Regions from separate parts of the Sus scrofa genome. Here region 1 is linked to region 2. A link is a contact called in public Hi-C data. All regions are on one chromosome and are shown on one strand. Each heading gives the region's core, a stretch centred on a gene start, on an enhancer-like site or on the middle of the called end of the contact. The rest is flanking DNA. Distances are from core to core; before and after follow the strand shown. Region 1 holds the start of CCDC65 (coiled-coil domain-containing protein 65). Region 2 holds the start of DDX23 (probable ATP-dependent RNA helicase DDX23).

Region 1 (3,492 bases), core at 360-2,859, 40 kb before region 2:
ATCTGGTGTCAGTGCAGCAGCCTGGGTTGCTGCTGTGGCATAAGTTCAATCCCTGGCCTGGGAACTTCCCTATGCTACAGGCACAGCCAAGAAGAAAAAAAAAAAAAAAAAAGATCACACTTGCTTTGTCAACTGACATCTTACCTTTTGTGTTTTCTGATTGACCGGAACCCTTGGTGGCTAACGTTCAGGAGCTCCTGTTCTTGTTTGGGGAGGGTCTGAATTAAGGCAGGAACAGCCCAATGATATTTCCTTCTGGCTATCAGAGCAGGATGTTGTTTGCGATGACCCATCTCCAGGGAGAATATCAGAATTTCTGACAGCCCGGACAACTGATAGCACCTACTGTCCCAGTTCTGGGGCTCAGTTGTGACTGTCAAATCTATTGCCTTGCCCCCCCCTCCCCCGGCCATGCTTCACAGAGAACTGCCTCTTCCCCCAAACAATAATGCCTGGGATCTAAGTATATCTGTGTCTTAAGGTTTCCAGAGAGGGGTAGGCCAGCATGAAAATTAGGCTGCCATAATGACAGGGTCAAGGCGACAGGGCCGGGGGGGGGGGGGTGGGAAGAGGGGCGCGGGGGGGCGGTTGTAGGGGGTGGGCTGGGCAGAGAGTAATGCAGAAATCCATCACCTTCAAGAACTGGTTCAGGAGCCTCTCTTTCTTCTTGGCCATCTCCTCCTCTGCAAGCAACTTCTGCTGAAACAGAAGCAGCTGCTCCTCATCCGACAGGGGAATCTTGGCCTTTTTCCCCTTCTTAGACATAGCTTGGGTGAGGAACTGGATCTGGGCGAGGATCCTCGGCCTGCCTTGGCCAGAACTAGAGGGGGTAGGAGGAAAACGTCCCCAGAAAGGAGCCTTCTGGAAATGCCCCTGGCGGGTAATGGAACCTTAAATCTCAGTCCTCAGGTAAGGGAGAGCCTGGGAGAGCAGTAAGGCAGGGCTCCCAAGGCTAAAGACGCATCTCCGTCTCCTAGCAACGGGGATCTCGCTAAGATGGCGCTATAAGAACTAGGAGAAGAGGCCCTGGCTTGGAGCGCCCTCTGCCCTTTGGAGGACCACAGTTTTTGAGAAAGAGGGTCATTTTCTCAAAACCTATTTTAAAACCTATTTTGGATTATTTTTTACATAATGGGCATATTTTAAAATAAGTTTTGGAGAGAGATGAGAAACAGGACCGTTCATACGCTGGTGATGGGAATGTAAAATGGTACAGCCACTTTGGAAACAGTTTGGCAGTTCCTTAAAATGTTATAAATTTACCATGTGATCCCGCAGTTTCAGTTTTAGATATCAATCTAAGAGAAGTGAATGTGTATCCACAGGAATGTTCTTGCACAGGAATGTTATTAGCAACAAGGCTCATAAGAGTCCATCTGGAAACAACCTAAGTGTCCAAAAACAAGTGAATGTCAGACAAAATATGCTCTTTCTATATATGAAATACTATTCAACAATAAAAAGGAACAGACTATGCATGCATGCTACAGTGTGGATAAACCACAAAAACATGCTCGAAGAGGCCTGATACAAGAGACTACATATTGTATGGTTCTCTTTATGTGAAATATCCAGAAAAGACAAAGCTATAAAGAAGGAAATAGACTACAAATTGATTGCTTGGGGGTAGGGGGATGGGAGATTAATATTAAATGCACACAAGATATCATATTGGGTTGGTGTAAATATTCTAAAACTGATTGATGGTGGACAACTGATGAATTTGTTTCAAAAAATCTTTGAATTATACACTCGAAAAGGGTGAAGTGGCTTCCATGATCTGAAACAATGCTATGCGGAATACCATATGTGGTGGATGAGGCATTCTGTAAATCCACAGATGGTAATTTGGGCAGAAGCCTTGCGTGCAGAGGGAAAATGTGTATCCAGAATAAATATCTTACTCCACTAAGAGCAAAACACTGCCCCTTCCATGATGGAAGCGGTCCAATATAATCAACCTGTTTACCCAGGAGAATGACACCATGCAGGCGCCCCAGTGTTGGTTGCTGCTGCTGCCAAACTGGGCATTCTGTGATAGCCTTAGCTAGCTTGGCCTTGGTGAGTTAAAGCCCATGTAGCCAGGTCCATGCATAACCTCTGTCCCTGCCACAGTGGCTGCTTTGTTCACAAGCCCATTGAGCAATGGCAAGAGTGGCTGGAAAAAAGATCAACTGGTGAACACACATAACAGTCACCCTGATTCTGGTGGTGGATCAGCTGGAAGAAGAACCCTGGTCTTTGTCTTTTGCAAAGAAGGAATTCAGCAAAGAGACCAAGCTTGTGAAATAGAGATGGAGTTTATTAGCAACAATTACATGTGGAAGAGCACATGGGTGAACTGGGAGTTGTGTGCAACAGGGGAGTCTTAGGTTGCTTATATGGGGGCAGTTTTCAGGGTTATCTTTGGCCAACCATCTTGCTTGTAAGCCAGCTGCAGCTGCTCAGCCTGGGGCCTCTCTATCTCCTATTTCAATCTTATCCACTTGATTATTAAAATCTTTCTCTGCTGAGGTCACTCTTTGTGAGCACTTACATGGAACAGAAATATCTTCCCCTTTCTTTTTGCCCATTCAGAGAGTTCTGTCCACATAGCTCTTCCCCAAATGTGTCACCAATTTTCCAATCATGTTTCTTCCAAGTCCCTGACAATTCGGCCAAGCCATTGGCCATAGCCCATGAGTTGACATATAATCATATGTCTGGCCATTTCTCCTTACAAGTGAAATGAACAACCACGTGCCCTACTTGAAGTTCTGCCCACCGGGGGGATCCCCCTCACGATGTCCTTCAGAGATTCCCCAAAAGGAGCTATAGTATTATAGCTGTTCACTTGTGGGTGGTGCCTGCACCTTGTGCAGAATCATCTGTAAACCAGGCCTGAGTCCTCTTCCTCCAACAACTGATGACAAGGACCTCCGCCTCTGAGGCTTTGGGTGCAGGCTGGAAGAGAGAAGGTGGTGGAGGCTATGAGAATTTGGACCACTTCTTCGTGTAACTTATTTTTTTTTTTTTTTGTCTTTTTGTTGTTGTTGTTGTTGCTATTTCTTGGGCCGCTCCCGCGGCATATGGAGGTTCCCAGGCTAGGGGTCCAATTGGAGCTGTAGCCACCGGCCTACGCCAGAGCCACAGCAACGCGGGATCCGAGCCGCGTCTGCAACCTACACCACAGCTCACGGCAACGCCGGATCGTTAACCCGCTGAGCAAGGGCAGGGATCGAACCCGCAACCTCATGGTTCCTAGTCGGATTCGTTAACCACTGCGCCACGACGGGAACTCCCGTGTAACTTATTACTTGTGTCTTCAGGCCCATCAGCCTCATCTCCTCTCTCATTTGATGATGGAGTGTAGCTCTGAATGCCCAATTTCATGGCTTGGTGAGTCTGATAACACCCAGTTCACCATGGGCAGCTCAGGTCACATAGTCATTTCGTGTCCCACGGTTCAGCTTTCAGCCTCTACTAAGACATAGTAGCAGACCAAGAGCTGTT
Region 2 (3,710 bases), core at 1,211-3,710:
ATGAGGATACAGATTCGATCCCTGGCCTCGCTCAGTAGGTTAAGGAGCCAGCATTGCTGTGAGCTGTGGTGTAGGTCACAGACGCAGCTCGGATCCCGCGTTGCTGTTGCTGTGGTGTAGGCTGGCAACTGCAGCTCCAATTGATTCCTAGCCTGGAAACTTTCATATGCCGCAGGTGCGGCCCTAAAAATCAAAATAAATAAATAAATTTGAGTGGCTGCTGTGGCCTGGGTCACTGCTGTGGCACAAGTTCAATCCAGGGAACTTCCACATGCCACAGACATGGCCAAAACATAAAAAATAAAGCTAAATGGGGATTTCCCATCGTGGTGTAGCAAAAACAAATCCGACTGGTATCAATGAGGATGCAGGTTCAATCCCTGACCTCCCTCAGTGGGTTAAGGATCCATCCAGTGTTGCCATAAGCTGTGGTGTGGGTCACAGACACAGCTCGGGTCTAGCATTGCTGTGGCTGTGGCACAGGCCGGCAGCTGTAGCTCCGATTCAACCCCTAGCCTGGGAACTTCCATATGCCATGGGTGAGGCCCTAAAATAATAAAAAATAAAAAATAAGTAAAGCTAATTGAACCTGGAATTGAACACTGGCTCCTTTTTTTTTTTTTTTCTGGCTGCGCCTGCAGTATGTTGAAATTTCCAGGCCAGGGATTGAGCCCGAGCCACAGCAGCCACCCAAGCTGCTGCAGTAACAACCCCAGATCCTTAATCCATGGGATCCTTAACTTGCTGCACCACAAGGGAACTTCTGGCTCTGTTAAACGATGTGGTTTTGGAAGGCGTAATTAATCTTTCTGGGTCACAATCTGCTTATCGGTAAAAGGGAGGTAAAGCCCATCTCATACTGTTTATGAGAAGAAGTAAAATGAATAACGTAAGTTATGCGTCCAACACAGAGGTGGGCACTTAAGAGAGTCTCAGTAACTAGGAGCTGCAGTGCTTAAAGATTCCAGTCTACACCTTTGGTCTGATTGTTAGTTCCATTCTGTAGGTGGAGAGCCCTCCAGTGTTCACTGGGTGAATTACACCTAGCAGATCTCAGACACCTTTTCCCTCAGTTGTCTCTCTGGGGTGCAAGTGAGCAGCTCTAAGGCTACAGAGCTCTAAGAGCAGAAGCGTGCCTCTCCCAGGATTACTTTGGGACCTTGTGTGTGAGGATTACTTGGGCCTACCCCAAAGCTTTGCTTCAGTAGAACTGAACACATATTCGGAGAGAAAAACTAGATGTGAGAAGTTCCCCTGTGGCAGAGAAGATTGAAGATCCTGCGTTACTGCAGCTATGACTCAGGTTGCAGCTGTGGTGCTAGTTCCACCCCTGGCCTGGGAACTTCCACATGCCCTGAGTGCGGCCAAAATCAAAACAAACAGACAAAGAACAATAACAAAAATACACAAAAAAAGACCTAGAGCCATGTGGGATTGAAACCAAAAAGCTAATGAGGGGAAAAAGGAAGGAAGGAGGCAGCATTAGTTACTTCCTGGTGTCTATCTAAACTTTTCTAGAAGTTGGAAAGATTTTTGTTTTTGTTGGCGGGGAGAAGGGGCTGAACTATGAAGCATAAGATTACAGAGAAACAAAGTGAAAGTACAATTTGGGGTAAAAACAAAACAAAAAAACCTCAAAACACCTCATTGGAGGGCTGAAGATAGGGAAGGAGGAAGAAGAAAGAAGAAAAATTACGGGAGTTCCCATTGTGGCGCGGCAGGTTAAAAACCAAAGTGTCTGTGAGGATGTGGGTTGGATCCCTGGCCTCTCTCAGTGGGTTAAGGATCAAAAACTGGCCAGATTCCAAAGAGCAAGAAAGTGAGGAAGGCAGGTCCTATCTGCAATGTTGAGAAAACCAGGTGCCACAGTCCCAGAGCTACCATCCTTCCAGGCGGTCTTTGTAACCCCTGTGTGGGCTCACTTTGAGTTGTCATAATAACTAGGGCGTTACCACGGGGCTAGGATCACTAAAATGTCCTCCTACACCTGGGACAGTCTTCCACAATGAACTGTCCCTCCCTCCCTGGAAATAGTAGCCTGCTCCTGTAACTTAACTTTTGGTTTGTCTACCTGTAAAATGGGGGTAGTCACCTATCTCACAGATTTTTGGTAAAAATGCTTTCCCACAAACAGTAAAGTATTTGATGTTGTTACTATAGTTGCTACTACAATTACGTGCTATTGATATCTAAGGAAGGCCTTAAGTTCCTCCGTTGTAAGCCACAAGCCATGATAATCCTTAAAGGCAGCTGCTAGGAAAGCCAGCCTATTCTAATAGGACTGCGCCCACGGAGAGAACAATTTTCTGAGGAGAGCCGACCCAGGAAAAACTCTTCCTCCCTTCCTCCCGCAGACTCAAGTGTTTCGAGAACCACATTGCCCAGAGGCCCCGGTGGTCCAGGGCCGGCTCTCGCGCCGTGCACTCTGGGATTGGTAGTTCTCTGGCCTCGTTGTCAGCCGGCGCACCCCAGCACCAGGAACTCGTCTTCCCAGCTTGCCGCGCGGCCGGGCGAGCAGCCTGGCGACCAGGAAACGGGAAAGATGGCGGCTGTTCGGCGACGTTGAGGCCGCGTTGGGCGGTTCGAACTGAAGAGTGGTAAGTCTCGGGCGGTGGAAGCGATTCCCACGAGCTTGCACAGAGGGCGAGGGTGAGGGCACGGCAGTGGCCCCTGCCTCCGGGGCGAGGCGGGGAAGAACGCCTCAGGGAAGGGGCATGAGGTTGGAAAGCTCTGCCGAGGGGGAGCGGAGGGGCGCGGGCCCCAGGGGGAGTGTTGGTTCCTGGGGGCACAGGGCAGCTTCCTGGACGTGGTTACGCCCGGACCTTTGCCGGTGGGCACAACCCTGTGGTACCCCCAGCCCGACCTTATTCCTTCATGTTTCGAGTAGCCCTTGCTCCAACCAAATTGGAACTCTGGCTTTTCTCCCAGAACCAGTCATGCTTTCCCGCCTCTGCGCCTCCTGTGTTATTTCTTTTGCCGGGAAGGGCTTCTTTCCGGCACCTTCAATTACACATCTTCAAATTCTACCTATATTTAAATGCTCGAGCCACTTCCTCTAGAGATCTTTCCAAATTTCCCACTTACAAATGAAAGGAAACTTCTTTGAACTCCTGTAATAATTCATCTGAGCCTTCATCTTGGTATGTGGCTCATACCTTCTGTTGTTCTGTAAGCTTCTCGTGGACAGGATCTTCCTGATTTCCTTTCGTAACTCACACAGTGCCTAGCACGGTGCCTGGCATATAGTGGATGTTTGGTAAGTACACACTTCATTGACTGGGAAAAAAAAGACTCTGCCCCTGCCCTGCAAGAGTAGAGGAACTCAAAGATCTGGAGGTTAGCGGTACCTGTAATAAAACTTGCCTGCGTTTCTTGTCTTCTTATTCTCACTTCTAACTCTTCTAAACTCACTCCACTCAGGCTTCTACTCCCTCCATGCCACCGAAACAGCTCTTGTCAAAGGTCACCAACCATCTCTGCTTTTCTAAATGTAAGGGTCACTCCTTCATCTCTTAGTCTTTCTCCACTTGATGCAGATAACCACTCCCTCACTGAAACACACTTTTGGCTTCTGTGACGCCATACTTTACTAATTTTTCTTTTTCTCATTAGTTGTTGTTTCTGTTTTTTTAAATTTTAATTCTTATTTTTTTTTGTCTTTTTGCCTTTTCTAGGGCTGCTCCTGCAGCATATGGAGGTTCCCAGGCTAG

What was found. A called contact is a pair of places that touch in the nucleus more often than the background predicts.
Region 1: a contact with region 2 is called in a Hi-C map of liver, with 4 times the contacts expected there. The contact joins the promoter of CCDC65 here to the promoter of DDX23 in region 2. A contact is called at or near these places in 2 of 5 promoter capture datasets (fetal skeletal muscle and liver), 24 of 47 Hi-C or Micro-C datasets (alveolar macrophages, blood, brain and 12 more) and 2 of 2 datasets of contacts at active chromatin or transcription factors (alveolar macrophages and skeletal muscle).

Annotation. Positions count from the first base shown.
Region 1 is chr5:14,947,981-14,951,472 of Sscrofa11.1, reverse strand. CCDC65 (coiled-coil domain-containing protein 65) reads right to left here and starts at 1,609. Exons shown (of 8, transcript XM_021091591.1): 1 at 634-1,609. The coding sequence starts at 765.
Region 2 is chr5:14,908,491-14,912,200 of Sscrofa11.1, reverse strand. It overlaps DDX23 (probable ATP-dependent RNA helicase DDX23), which reads left to right and starts at 2,460. Exons shown (of 17, transcript XM_021091587.1): 1 at 2,460-2,597.